2 separate regions of the Rattus norvegicus genome follow, and region 1 is linked to region 2. The links are chromatin contacts, called in public Hi-C maps. All regions are on one chromosome and are shown on one strand. Each heading gives the region's core, a stretch centred on a gene start, on an enhancer-like site or on the middle of the called end of the contact. The rest is flanking DNA. Distances are from core to core; before and after follow the strand shown.

Region 1 (2,700 bases), core at 35-2,534, 180 kb after region 2:
CCACCCCCTCTCACTCAGCTCCTCCTTTGTCCCTTGCATAAGTTTCAGTGACTTTACCTGCCAGGTCTCAGCTGTCCCCACTCCTCCTTCATCTGCCACATCTCACCTGTCACTAAGTCTATGATGCCTTCGTCTGAGATGTTCTCTTGTCCCCCAGCCCTCTCTCTATCTTACGGTTGGATACTTAAAGTCTGTCCTCTGCCTCAGGTCTCATGTCCCTTTCAAATACCTGCTATCTTTCTAGCATTGGATCTTATTCTCAGTTATGTCTCCCAGTGAACCATACAACAGCTTCCACAGTCTGCCCAAGGCCAGCCCCACTTTCTCTACCACCCTTCTCTTCACTCCCAAGCATCATACGGTTTATTGGTTTTTGTCCATAATTTTCCTGATGGTCATATATAATGTCCTTTTCTTTTCTTTTTCTGATACTAGGGCTTGATCCTAAGGCTTCCCACATGGTAGACAAGGAGAGTCAGCATCATTCAACTGATCAAGTGCCTGGAAGCAGCCCGTGCTTCGGTTTCCCTGGTCACCCTGTCTCTCCTCCTACACGAAGGAGCCACTATGAGGCAGCTTGCATATCCTGGCACACGGTTTAGTGTTGTTAGCTATGCTGTATTGTCAATGTCTTTCTTCCTGTTGTTTTCTGGGGGTCTCACCTGTAGCCCAATCCTTAGTAATCCTCCTGCCTCAGCCTTCCCGCTGCTGGAGATTAAATTTTGTATGGTTTTCTTTTTGTAGTGTAGGGAAAAAAATCCAAGTCTTATACCCGCTGGGCAAAGTGCTTATGCACACCTGAGCCACACTTCTGACACATTCAGCTACTTTCTCTGGAAGTTAGTGGGTCCCTGGAGTGGAAGAAGGGACGCTAAAACTGTTCCACCTGTGTTTATGAAGATGAACAGAGGCAGCAATTCGATTGAGAAACAGGAGATAGTGCAGCAGATGGAGCACAGCCGGCCTTTAAGTGACAATCTGAGGGAGTGAAGCCTGGGCTTCGGAAACCTAGGATCCACGCAAGCCTGCTACAGGACGCCGCAGGGAAGTCCTGGGCTGTCCCCTAGCGCCAATATGAGGAACTGCAGCAGGGTCGCCCGCAAGTACTCCAGCTGCTCCAGGCCCAGCGCTGGCTCCACCCACGCCGCTCCGAGTCTCCGACAACGCCTCCTTGTGGAGGCTCCAATGCCCAGGGCTCCAGTTAATACTCGCTTCTGAAACCCGGAAGCGCGTCATAAGCACGCGTCACGGGGGCGGAGTCAGCTGAGCTGCCTGGGTGAGGTTACGATCACCTGGGATCTGCTAAGGGGAGCCTGTAATCTCTTGGGACTGGAGCTGGGGTGCCAAACTGCGCCATATTCTAGTGGGGGCTCCTCGATCGTCTCTTCCTATGCAGAGAAAGCGAAAAAGGCCTCAGAGTTTTTAAAAGGTTCTCAGGATCTGTCAGACGCTGGGGGAAGCACAACTTGCAAATCCAGGACGACCGGGGTCCCAGTTGTGACCCCCAGGTCCCAGACCAAAGGTCCAGAGTTTGATAACCATGGCGTCCATACTGGATGAGTATGAGGACTCATTGTCCCGCTCGGCCGTCTTGCAGACTGGTTGCCCCAGCGTGGGCATCCCCCATTCTGGTAAGTTAGAAGAGGCTGCCTCTGCCCCCATTCTGTTATTGTAGCATTTACGGGAGAGGGACGCTCAAGAACTTGCGGCGTGTGTTTACGATCCAAGGCCCAGGCCTCTCTTGTCTTGTCCAGCTTGCAGTGGTCGAAGTTTGAAAGAGCCACAGTAGCAGCCGCGTGATCTAGGCCTAAGACTAAGGTCCTTCAAAAGAGGGAACTTGGGCTCAGATAAGGAAGTACTTGTTACAGTACTTGCCTACCGGGCTGCAGTTTGACTCTTGGGAGAACTGAAAACAGGTGCCATGCTTCTTTTCGTGTCTGCTTCTATGGGGTTTTTTTAGTTTTTGTTTTGTGTGTGTGTGCGTGTGTGTGTGTGTGTGTGTGTTTCCCCACCAGACTTCGTCTAGCAGAGAAGGCGGAATGAGCACAGAACTTGGTGGAACGTGAACGTTATGGGTGAAGGGAATTTTGTCACTGAATAGGAAAGATGGAGATGATTGGCCTGGGGTAAAGCTGGCTGTAGTTTAGAGTGTAAGAGAATAGCGTAGGGTTACCCGTACTATGATAGTATTTTATTGCAGCGGATTAGAGAAAAAGCAGCTGCAGCCTATGAACAGTAGTGATGGAACTCCCTACATGCGATGGAGACTCACTGAGCCATACTGTGTGGACAGGGAGCACGGGACAGCTTTAGTTCTCTTGTGATTGGTGGGCGCAAGAGTAAGGGTAATAAGGGAGAATGCTGAAACCATTTTCCCTGTACCGTCTCCCTCTCTCCCCCATTACCACTGGGAACATGCATATCATATCATGATACTACCTGGTCTCAGGCCCAGAGAACCAATTCCTCTCTACTGCCACAAGTGTGAGAAGAGCCCAGGACGCTTCCTATAAAGACAACCAGAAAACTCTTTCATGTTGAATTCCTCATAAACCAAGATCCTGTGGGTTGGTAGGAGTATACTTGGGAAGTAGAAGTTTCAGCTAACACTGTGGTTTCTCTGGGCTTTCCGCGCTGCCCCGCCCCCTTCTCTGGATGCCAATTGTTTTCTTCTTTCCAAACCTATAGGGTATGTAAATG
Region 2 (2,700 bases), core at 18-2,517:
GGGAGCAAGTCCAATCTGGGTTACAAAGAATCAGTCTCAAAAATAAGTACCTAGGGCTGAAGAAATGGCTCAGCGGTTAAGAGCACTAATTGATCTTCTAGAGGTCTTGAGTTCAATTTCCAGCAACTTTGTGGTGGCTCACAACCATCTGTAATGGAATCTGATGACCTCTTCTGGTGTGTCTGAAGACAGCTACAGTGTGCTCATATTAAATATAAGTAATTTCCAGCTGGGCATGCAGCCACGTTGTTGAAGTGCTTGTGTGGTATGCTTACAATGCCGGGCTCAATCCCCAAAACAGTAGTAATGCATCACTCCTACAATCCCAGCACAGGAAAAAAAAAAAGGTGGGGGAAGGATTAAGGTCATTCTTGGCACTAAGAGTTTAAGGAATATTGATATCTTGTCTGAAAACACCTAGATGTATAAAGAAAAACACAAAGTTCCTGGCAAACTACACAGACCTTTACTTGATTCAATTTTGCGCCTACTCTTCTGGAGCCCCAATAACCACTACAAAGCGAGAGAGGGAAAAATACACTAGAGAGTTATTTCACTTTAGTCTTTGGTAGTTTTAATAATGTATATATTTGGATTCTATCCACCCTCCTAGACCGCCTCTCCCAACAAAGTTTTTTTCACCTCGCTGATTCCCACACTAGTTTTCTTTTTTTTTTTTTTTAAGATTTTATTTATTTGTTTATTATATAAGTACATTGTAGCTGTCTTCGGACACACCAGAAGAGGGCATCAGATCCCATTACAGATGGTTGTGAGCCACTATGTGGTTGCTGGGAATTGAACTCAGAACCTCTGGAAGAACCACTGCACCATCTCTCAAGCCCACACTAATTTTCTAGTCGCTGGCTCCGTTCGCAGGTTTTATCTTTATTCCAGCTTCTTCACGTCTGCCGCCTACAGACACCAGAACTCCCAGCTGCCAAAGAACCGCATTCTGACAAAATGGTACAACGCAAAGACCTTTCCGACCCGAGTCCACACCCGATGCGCAAGAATTTTTCAGAGGCGCTTCCGCAGTAGTGCATTATGGGTTATGTAGTCCTGGACCGATCACTTCGTCTTTGCAGACTTGTAGTCTTCAATCAGGTAACAAGAAAGGCTTGGTCAGAACAGTCCTAAAGAGGGGAAGAGTGACTTACGAAAACACTCGGCTTCAAAGCCGTCAGGCCTGTCCGTCAGCAGAAGCGGAAGTAGGTATAAGGCGGGTCGGAAAAAGGCGTGATGACGTTGCAGCGATGCGAGCGTGAGGATTTGGCGGGATTTCTGAAAGTCGCGCGCCCATCGCGTATCTGCGCCTGGGCAAAGCTGAGGCGTTCCCAGAAGTGTGGTTAGGAGAACTGAAACTTTCATAGAAGAACTGACAGGAGCTGCGAAGTGTGTTTGAGCCGTGTGACGGGAGTGAGCGTGGTGTGTGCAGAACCGACTGCCGGAAGGAGCGAGCGGCCCACGGCTGCGAGACAGGTGAGTGTGAGGCGCGGGCGGACTCCTCCCCACTGCCGCTCGGCATCTCGAGCCAACTCAAGGCCAGTGCTCCCACAGTCAGCTCCACGGGTCCCCTCTACGCCTAGAAACCGGAGAAAGGCGGAGCAAGGCGACCAACCGACCGACGCTAACTGACGCACTGAATTCGTTGTGGAGAGAACCGACCTGCACTTCAAACTTTTGTTTTAAGACCCGAGCTCACTACCTAGGCTAGGCTTGGTCGGGCTCGAACTCCCGCCTACGGCCTCCCAAATGCTGAAATTTACAAACTTTCAGGTTCATTTCTGTGGTCCGGACGCAGGAAGCTGAGATCCAGAGAAAAGTGCTCACAGCTGTTAAATAGGGCCAGAGCTAACACGTTCTTGGTTACTTTAGTGCTGTAGTGGCTGGTCTCTCTGGAGACTGAAGTAGGAGGCATAAGCAAAAGCGTAGTAAAAACTGAGAAATATAACACAAATTTCTATATAGAATCCTGGCTAGATGACTCACACCTATAGCACTTGGAAGAGGCAGGAGGATGACAGTTTCAAGACCAACCTGAGCTAGAAATGGAAGAGCTGTCTCAGAAGAAAGAAAAGTGAAGTACAGGGGCTGGACAGATGGCTCAGTCGTTAAGAGCATTTGTTGCTCTTGCAAAGAAGCTGAGTTCAGTTCCCAACATCCACATGGTGACTCACATCGAACCATAACTCCAGTTCCAGGAATCCAGTACCACCTTCTGACCTCATGTACCAAGCATGCTTGTGGTACACATAAACGTATGCAGGCAAAACACTCATGCACAAAAAAATAAATCTAAAGTGAAGTATAAAATACAAAGATCGCAAGTGTACACATGAATTATTACAAAATTAATATACCTCTATAATCACTAATAGAATGCTACCATGCTAAAAACCTCCCATTATCCTGGTTTTAGTATTTTTCCCTCACTCTGATGGCTAAACAGTGATTTCTAAAACTATTCACTAACATGGGCTACCTTTAAAAAACTGTATTTAGGCGGGGTCAGACTTTGTAACCCAGAAGCTAGTTTGAAACTCAGGATCCTACTATCTCTGCCTTGTAGGTGCTGGGACTGTGGGAGAGGGTTACTGTGCAGACCATTTTTTTGGTGTTTTTTTTTTTAATCCAGGATCTTGTTTTTTTATCATAAGCTGACCTTGTACTCACCATCCTGACTGCTTCCCTTGCTGT

What was found. A called contact is a pair of places that touch in the nucleus more often than the background predicts.
Region 1: a Hi-C map of frontal cortex shows a contact between it and region 2, with 2.9 times the contacts expected there. The contact joins the promoter of Vps18 here to the promoter of Rad51 in region 2. A contact is called at or near these places in 4 of 12 Hi-C or Micro-C datasets (the A7r5 cell line, frontal cortex, liver and 1 more).

The regions. Positions count from the first base shown.
Region 1 is chr3:126,731,992-126,734,691 of GRCr8, forward strand. It overlaps Vps18 (VPS18 core subunit of CORVET and HOPS complexes), which reads left to right and starts at 1,285. Exons shown (of 5, transcript NM_001106499.2): 1 at 1,285-1,631; 2 at 2,689-2,700. The coding sequence starts at 1,541.
Region 2 is chr3:126,552,943-126,555,642 of GRCr8, forward strand. It overlaps Rad51 (RAD51 recombinase), which reads left to right and starts at 1,268. Exons shown (of 10, transcript NM_001109204.1): 1 at 1,268-1,482.